2 separate regions of the Sus scrofa genome follow, and region 2 is linked to region 1. A link is a contact called in public Hi-C data. All regions are on one chromosome and are shown on one strand. Each heading gives the region's core, a stretch centred on a gene start, on an enhancer-like site or on the middle of the called end of the contact. The rest is flanking DNA. Distances are from core to core; before and after follow the strand shown.

Evidence for each region. A called contact is a pair of places that touch in the nucleus more often than the background predicts.
Region 2: a Hi-C map of fetal liver shows a contact between it and region 1, with 2.2 times the contacts expected there. The contact joins two enhancer-like sites. A contact is called at or near these places in 1 of 5 promoter capture datasets (liver) and 4 of 47 Hi-C or Micro-C datasets (fetal liver, fetal skeletal muscle, liver and 1 more).

The regions. Positions count from the first base shown.
Region 1 is chr9:64,924,596-64,928,953 of Sscrofa11.1, reverse strand. The region is part of intron 3 of PLEKHA6 (pleckstrin homology domain-containing family A member 6); the gene reads left to right. Among named protein-coding and RNA genes, the nearest start is that of GOLT1A, 73 kb to the right of the region's middle. Within about 2 kb of position 2,658, at least 39 of the 83 cell types and tissues checked have an H3K27ac peak or open chromatin away from gene starts, as enhancers often do. A contact at or near this core is called in fetal liver, where this site is marked.
Region 2 is chr9:64,998,829-65,002,691 of Sscrofa11.1, reverse strand. The region is part of intron 3 of PLEKHA6 (pleckstrin homology domain-containing family A member 6); the gene reads left to right. Among named protein-coding and RNA genes, the nearest start is that of PLEKHA6, 27 kb to the left of the region's middle. Within about 2 kb of position 1,446, at least 32 of the 83 cell types and tissues checked have an H3K27ac peak or open chromatin away from gene starts, as enhancers often do. A contact at or near this core is called in fetal liver, where this site is marked.

The sequences.
Region 1 (4,358 bases), core at 1,409-3,908:
TAGCGGCCCTGCAGCCAGCTGTGGCTGTAAAAGATATGAGAGGAAGGAGTGGTATGGTGAACCTAACCCTCTGCAAGCAGTGCACCCCTGGATTTCTGGGGTACGCTGGAGGGTGAATGGAGCAGGTGGGAATGCATGCAGCCCCTTTAAGAGCCCAGGGCCAACCAGCCATCAGGCTGCTGGGAAGGCAGCCCAGGAGATAAGATAAGGCCCCCCTGGCTGGTCTAAGCCAGGGTCTTGAGCCACAGTGATTGGACTGCTGACAGACAGGCAGGACCCAGGGGTGATGTGAGAAGCTGCAGCTACTAGACCTAGGCTGGCATGAGGTGGGGCCTAAAAGGAGAAGGGGGCCTTAACTGTGGGTATGGGGAGAGAGGGCGCTTACATTCTCCTGTATGTCCTATCATGTTTGTGATCATGGTTTAAAAACCCTGCTAGACTGTACTTCAAGGCTTTATGCGTGGTACAGGTTCCATAAACATGTTTATTGAACTCTCTAGGCTCCCTCTACTGATATCCTTATGCTCTAGCGAGACGTTCTGTTATAGGGTTTGAAGATTCCCCGATTCCTTGCTCAAACTAGAAAAATCCTGGCAAGGACTTACTCTGAAAAGCCTGGAGCTGCTCATTTGCACATATCTGCATAGATTTGCATGTGTCCTACATGTAGGTACTTTATACTGGATTTAGATTTCCTCAAATCAGTTGCCTATTTTTAAAGGGATAAAGAGGTGATTGGTTTCTACCCATTCTCTGCATCCTCCAAAGATGCAAAACTTTGAAACAGAAAAAAGACCACCTGTGCTGTACAGTTGGTGCGGATACAAGCAGTCCTTTGCCTGTCAAGGTATTTTCCTTTCTCGTCTCTATTACAATTCCTAGTCCAGACTCCTGGGTGAGTCAGGGAATGGTTAAGGCAAAGATATGCTCTAGCTGAACAGCCGGGAGCTGAAATCACTGAGAAGCCTTCCAGGATTGTGCACTATACCTGGACAGAGAGCTTTGAGGCGCTTACCTTGACCTGAAGACCGCCTTCCTGTTTCCTGGCCCGGGCTAGAGATGCTAGGACTACCTTTGTCTGTTCTCCCTCCTCCAGGAATAAATAAAAATATCATCCCCTCCCCCCAGATCCTGGCTCCTCTATTGGCCTGCCAGGCAAATATTTCATAATGTGGGCTCATCCAATTGGGCATCGTGCCAGAGCTGAGCGCCTCAGGTTGCCAGTGTGCTCCAATCAGGCGGGATGGCCTGGGTGGGACGGGAGGGCTCTGCTCACCACATGGGAGGCAGCGGCATTACTCAGGTGGATGGCAGCAAGGTGGGAGTCTCCGCTTTCTCAGGGCTGGGAAGAGGAGACGGGGCTGTCCATCAGCCAGCTGGAGGCAGCCAGCACGGAAGGGGTTAAGGCCAGTCAGCATGTGTGGCGGTTAATGATTGCTACCCACCAGGGACCTGGTGAGTGTTAAAGGAGAACCTTTTCCCTGTTCCTGAGTGTGAAAGGAGGCAGGGCGAGAGCAGAGGGGACCGCAGAGAAGGGCCGATGAGTGAGTGCTTATCTGTCTGCTGTCTGTTTGTCTGGCTGGCTCTGGAACAGGTAAGGGAGCCCAATATTCCCACTGAGCAGCTAGAGGGGGCTTTTGTTACCACTGGATACACATTCTCAGCTTGGGGCCAGAATTCTGTATCCTTCCTATTTATGAGAAGGAAATCTTTAGGGTTGGCTTCGTCCAAAGAGGTGAACGACTTGGCACCAAAGCCAGAGATACAAACCATTGTCTGTCTTGATGCAGAGACAATGGTTTTGTGTGGCCACCCTGCTCACAAAGCGGGAGCCCTGCTCCTCCTCCCTCTGTGAGCCATTGTCTCCGGAGAGGGGCTCGGGAGCTGTGGGCAGAAGCGCCAGCCGCCTCTTCCCAGCTATTTCCCGGGACCAGCCCCGAAGGAGGGCGGCGAGGGCACAGCCAAAGGAGAATGCGAAAGCTGTGCTGCCTTCTACCCTCTTTCCTTCAAGTCAGGTGTGGAGAGGAGGAAGGCAGGATGCAAGAGGTGGGGGCACAGCAGAGAGTTGGAGCAGGGGTGGGAGGGACTCAACTTATTAGAAGACAAAGTTTGTCATTTGAGAGCAAAACAAATCCAGGAAGAGGAAGAACCAGTCTTTGCGGTTGAGATGCCTGCTGTCCCCTTTCCCTCAACTGCTCATTCAGGACCCTCCTGCCCTCCAAACATTTATGCTCTTTGACCCAGGCACCTTCTCAGGGAATGGGGACAAGAGTTCCTTGGCTTTGTTGGAGGAGGCGCATGAGACAGACTTTTCTCAGCTGATGTGTGAGTGTGTGTGTGTATGTCCAAAAAAACTGAAAGCCTGATTTGTCTCCAAAGCAGAAATATTGACTTTACCCCCTCTTATCCAGGAGCCCTTTTGTCCCCCTGCCTCTTTCTTGGTAGGAAAAGTGTTCGATGACATAATGGGGATGTTTAGGCAGCCCCGGAGGGGTCTGTTGGGCAGGAACAGAGCACGCCCTGTGCCCGTCTTGAAGGCAGGTTTGAGAGATAAGGCAAAGCCAGCCCCTGTGGCTTTTCCTCTGGCTAAGCTGCCCACAGGCAAACAGAAACCAGGCACAATAAGGGGGAGGTGCCAGCCACCAGACCCAGCAGGGCAAGAGTGAAAGCAGCCAAGTTTCTGGGCTTGTGAGCCAAGAAAGAGGGGGAGGTAGAGACTGGGAGAGGAGCAGGGCCACTTGTCGTGCTCTGCCTTGCACTAAGAGTTAGCCACAAATGTGACTAGCCGCCCTCTGTCCTCACACTTCCCAGGAGAAACAGCACAGAGGAATTGGTATTCCCTGGCACGGGGGCTTCGTGGGCGTACCACCTGTGCATTCGCCTTGCAGCTTCAGAAGGATTTGGTTCGGTGTTGTCCCATTGTCCTCCTGAACTACTTAACTCTTGAGCAAGGGACCCTGCATTTTTACTGGCACCCAGCTCTGTGAATTATCTAGCTGGCGGTATTCCCAGGCCAGCCACAAGGGGCAGCAACAAGGAGGGGTTCATGTGCCCCAACAGGCATAGGCAGACTCACCTGTTACTCAGGTGTCACCAAGACTGGCTTCTGTCCTGGCCAAGACCAGCACAGTACCCCTCCCCCTTTCTCTCTCTCTCCACTCTCCTCCCAAAGCTTCTGTTTCTTATTGTCCCAGTGTCGCTGCCCAGTCTTCCTTCAAGGCTACTGCTTGGCAGGGGGGACAGGGGAGGGGGCAGCAGTGGAGCTTCTCCCCCTTTCTTCCCAGGCCCCTCCTTCTCTTATCTCGGCTCCAGATGGGTCGAGGCCTGGGAGCGCTTCTTCCATTCCTCTGGGATCGTCTTCGCTCCCCTATCTAAGCCGTGGTTATCAATGGACACACTCTGGCACCTACTTCATGCGCTGTTTGTTTAGGAACCGATTGTATCCCTGTGATTTACACAGGCTCCAGGCTGGGGGGGGCCGGCGTGGGGGAGACTCCTGAGGCTGCTGTCCTTGGTGGCAGCCCCTCTGTCTCTTCCCCTCTGTGCTGGCTCCTCCCCTTGTGGACCACAGGGCCCTGCAGACCTAGCAGGTGATCTCTCTCCTCTTCCTCCCTCCAGCCTCCCTAGAAGCTGGTCAATCCAAGAAGGAAAAGGAGGCAGGAGGGAGGAACAGGTTCCCTGTTCTCTCCGCTTTTCCACCGCCTTGATTGGCTCTGTAACCTTTCCCAAGTGCCTCCCCCAGGGCTTGCCTCCAATAGGGCTGTTAGTAACAATATTTTCAAACCCTGGAGGGGAGTCTTAAGGCATATATTTTATTTCATTATTTTTTGTTTTATTTTATTTTTTGGCTACACTCACAGCATGCAGTAATTCCTGGACTGAACCTGTGCCACAGCAGCTACCCAAACCACAGCAGTGACCACACCAGATCCTTAAGCCATGGAGCCACTAGGGAACTCCTTAATGCACCTATTTTAAACTGATGGATTATCCAAATTAATTGTGCTTAGACTTTGGAAAGTATCCTATGATTTTGGATTTTTTTTAACTTTTTTGTTATTGTTATTGGCAGCAATCTACTTTTTATTTTTTCCTTTCTTTCTTTCTTTTTTTTTTTTTCGTTTAGCTTAGCCCTGTAAGAGAACTCATATTTTCCGAGGACAAGGAGCACACACATATCAGCTGGTGGGAGGACAGACTGGTTTGGAGTTGTATTTTATAGAATCAAAATGTACTAGAACTGGGAGGTGGCATTGAGAGCAGCAGAATATTCCACAGTGGTGGACTGTGCTACAACCATCCTGTCCAGTATGGTAGCCACTAGCCATGGTGGCTGTTGAGTCACAGTGGAAAGTGGC
Region 2 (3,863 bases), core at 197-2,696, 75 kb before region 1:
TTCCTGGGGTCCAGCTGGGGCCCCCAACCTGCCTAGAGCAAAGAAGCCAGCCCCGCCCTGACTCTAATCTTGCCGGGAGGTGGAGGCATGAGTTTAAGCCCTTGTGGGAAGGCGCTCTGGAGGGGGTGGTCCTGGGGGTCCGACTCAGGTCAGCCCAAGGGACCCACCTCCCACCGTGTGGGAGAGGTCAGGGTGTGTCTGGGTCAGAGGTTGGGGCTCAGGGCGTCTGAGGGTCTTGGATTCCTAGGGGGCGTCTGATCTCTGGGGTCTCAGATTTCGTGGGGAGAGCCTGAAGGAGCAGGAGCTGGTTATGTGGGCAGAGGGGGCGTGGGGGGATGGGTGTGCGGTGGTGGGGCCAGCCTGCAGCTAGCAGAGCCTCGGGCTTATTGTGTGAGGTTCTGGGCAAAGGTTGGGGAGGTGGCAGAGGGAGTGAGGGGAGGTGGGGGGGTAGGTTAGACAGGAAGGGCGGAGGGAGAAGGTGAGCAGGCAAGATAGGGGGCTGGAGCCTGGGAGGGCCAGAGCTTGAGAGCTGAGAAGGAGGGGCCAGCCCTAGGGCACAGGGCAGGGAGGAGCTGAGCTGCAGGGGGGAGGTGGTAGGAGGAGGATGAGCTCAGCGTCATGTCAAAGAGGGTCACAGCCTTCAGGGCCTGGCAGTTCTTCCTCCATCCCTACAGGTCCCTGCCCTCGGTCTGGCTTCCCCTGAGGGTGTCTTGCCCGTGAGGGTGAGAGCCCTGGTTGGCCCATCTCTGCCCGAGCCTACTGTCCAGATGGCCACAGGGACATGGCAGGCACCTGCCGGACAGATCCCCCAAATCCTGGCTCCCGGGCCCCGCTGGAGGAGCACGGGGCTGGAGGGGTTCTGGGGGCTCCCACCTCCGAGTTCCCTCTTAGCTGGAGCAGGAGACCAGGAGATCCCGCTGGTGGAGGAGCGGCAGGAGGGGGCCCCACGGAGGCCCAGCAGCCGAGGCTAGAGCCATCTCCAGGTGGGGTGGGGAGGGTTGGGGGTGAGGCTGGCACTGCCTCAGGCCCTGCCGTACGGAAAACAAGGGCTCTCTGTGTCCTCACCAGGGCGCAGAGCGCTGGGCTGCAGATATGAATTATTAAAAGTCCTTGGCTTTCCAATCAGCGGCGAGGTGCTAAATGTGTTCACACGGCTGTGTAATTAATCCTGGTGGCGGCTGCACAGGCTCGAGACAATGGGGACCTTTTTTTTTTTTGCCTGGTTCGACTTCTTTTCCTTCTTCCCAGGAAGGTGATGGTGCAGGACACAGTCCACAGATAATTCCTTTTAACGTGTCTGCCTGGATTATTGAGCTGGATTCTTCCTGCTCTGTGTAAATGAAGTAATTACCGAGGAAGTCAGTGAGCAGGAGGCGGTGGCAGTGGCCTGGAGCTCAGGGGTGGGGACACGTAGAGCCCAGGGCCTGGGATGGGGAGAAGCTGAGCCAAGGGGGAGGTGGGGGTGGGGGGGCATGGTGTCCACACCCCATCAGCTGTCGTCTCTCTGAGCCCTGTCCCTGGAGGAGGAAGGTTGTGGCGTTGGGAGAGCTGTCTGCGAGGTAGGGGCTCCTGCCGTTGCAGTGGGTCCTGGTTTTGAGGTTTTGTGGGGTGGCCTGAGCACTGAACTGAGGCAGTCTGGACGTCAGTGCATTAGTGAGATGACTTTGGAAGGCCAGTCTCCAACCAGTTTAAAAAACCCAAAGCTTTAGAGAGGAGGGAACACACTTTGGGAAGCATTTAGAATAGATGGTGAGCAGAGAGGAAGCGCTCAGAGTAGGCTCAGTGGGATCCTTTCCTTGGCAATTGCTCAGTCCACGTGGGCTCCTGCTCTGCACCTCACCCCCAGACACCCCCAGAGACCATCTAGTTCCACCTCTCTCCAAGCCCAGACCAGCCCTCTGCAGCCTGCCTGAGGGGAGTACCAGTCTTGTCTGGATAATTCCAGCGACGGGGAGCTCATTACCTCACCAGGCAGCCTGCTTCAAAGTTAGAACATTCTTCTGCATTGAATCAAAATCTGCCCACTTCCAAGTTCCGCCTTTTGGTTTCGATTCTTTGAAGCAGCACAGAGCAAGTCAGCTCTTTCTCACAGTGATAAAGATGGTTTTCTTCATATTAAAATCGTGTGTAAAAGTGTGGACATAATATATTTTGTGTAACCCTATTTGTATTGGACATTCAGTGGTTACCCTTATTTTCGTTTTATAAATAACACGACATGATCATTTTTGTGCATAAGGCTTTTTCTGTATTTTGGATTATTTCTTTAGGTTAAATCCCAAGACATAGAACTGATGTCAGGGAGGGTATATATTTTAAAAATTACTATTTTGTGCGCATAAAAGTAATACATAGTCATTAAAAATGTAGAAAAACACATGTAGAAAAGATTAAAATTGTATGTAATTCTCTCAGAGATTTAGTATATAATTTTAACATTTCGGTGTGTGTATGTTTTTATGAATTCATGTGCAGGTATATAACTATATTTATTATCAAAATCCACATGTATACTGTTGAAATTTTGGACCAAATATATATTTTTGTCGCTTAAATAAAAAGCATTTTTCCAGGAGTTCCCTTGTGGTGCAGTGGGTTAAGGATCAGTGTTGTCAGGCCAGCAGCAACTATGGCTCAGGTTTGATCCCTGGCCTGGGAACATACTCATGCTGCGCGCATGGCCAAAAAAAAAAAAAGAAAAGAAAAAAAGCATTTTCCCATGCATTAAATATTCTTTTACAACATCATTTTTAAGTGATTGCCTAGTATTTCATTATATACTGATTCTTTGTTTACTTGGCCCCTACATTAAACGACATTTCCAACTTTTTCACTTTTGTAAACAATTCAATCGTGAACGTATAAATATCTGAATCTTTACGCATATCAATAATTTTTTTCCTCTTGGGTTACATTTCTAGAAATGGAATTTCTACCTTTTTAAATATTTTGACATATTTTGCCAATTTCCTTGCTGGAAAGTACTAATTTACATTCCCAGCAGCTGTGTATAAGAATGCATTTTGTTGCAAAAGCATCACCATTGATTATTAACTTTTCTCATTGTTTTAATCCAATTGTTTGATTAGCAGTGATATTTAAATTTTTTTAAGTGTTTTTCTTTTCTTTTTTAGGCCATACCTGTGGCATATGGACATTCCCAGGCTAGGGGTCCAATTGGAGTTGTAGCTACCAGCCTATACCACAGCCAGATCTGAGGCACATCTGTGACCTAAGCCACAGCTCTCTGCTATGCTGGATCCTTAACCCACTGAACAAGGCTGGGATCGAACCCAACCTCATGGATTCTAGTTGGTTCATTTCCGCTGAGTCACAACAGGAATTCCTTAAAGTGGTTTTAAAGTTCAAAGCTTCTATCTGTTGTCATTTGTCTGAGTCTTTCTTAAAAGATAATTTAGTGCATTTGTCAAGATAGCAGTTATAGGGCCAAACTCAGGTTGAATCTGGGCTCTGCTCCTTACCAGGGATGTGAGCTTGACCTGTGACTTAATCTGTGCCTCAATTTCTCCACCTGTAGTTGTTGTTTTGTTTGTCTTTTTGCCTTTTCTAGGGCTGCACCCATGGCATATGGAGGTTTCCAGGCTAGGGGTCTAATAGGAGCTGTTGCTGCCAGCCTACGCCAGAGCCACGGCAACACCAGATCCGAGCCGGGTCTGCGACCTACCCCACAGCTCACGGCAACGCCGGATCCTGAACCCACTGAGCGAGGCCAGGGATCAAACCTGCAACCTCATGTTTCCTAGTCGGATTCGTTAACCACTGAGCAACGACGGCAACTCCTCTCCACCTGTAAAAAGAAGTCTGTTTCACAGACTTCTCGTAAAGATGAATGAGGTCACGTA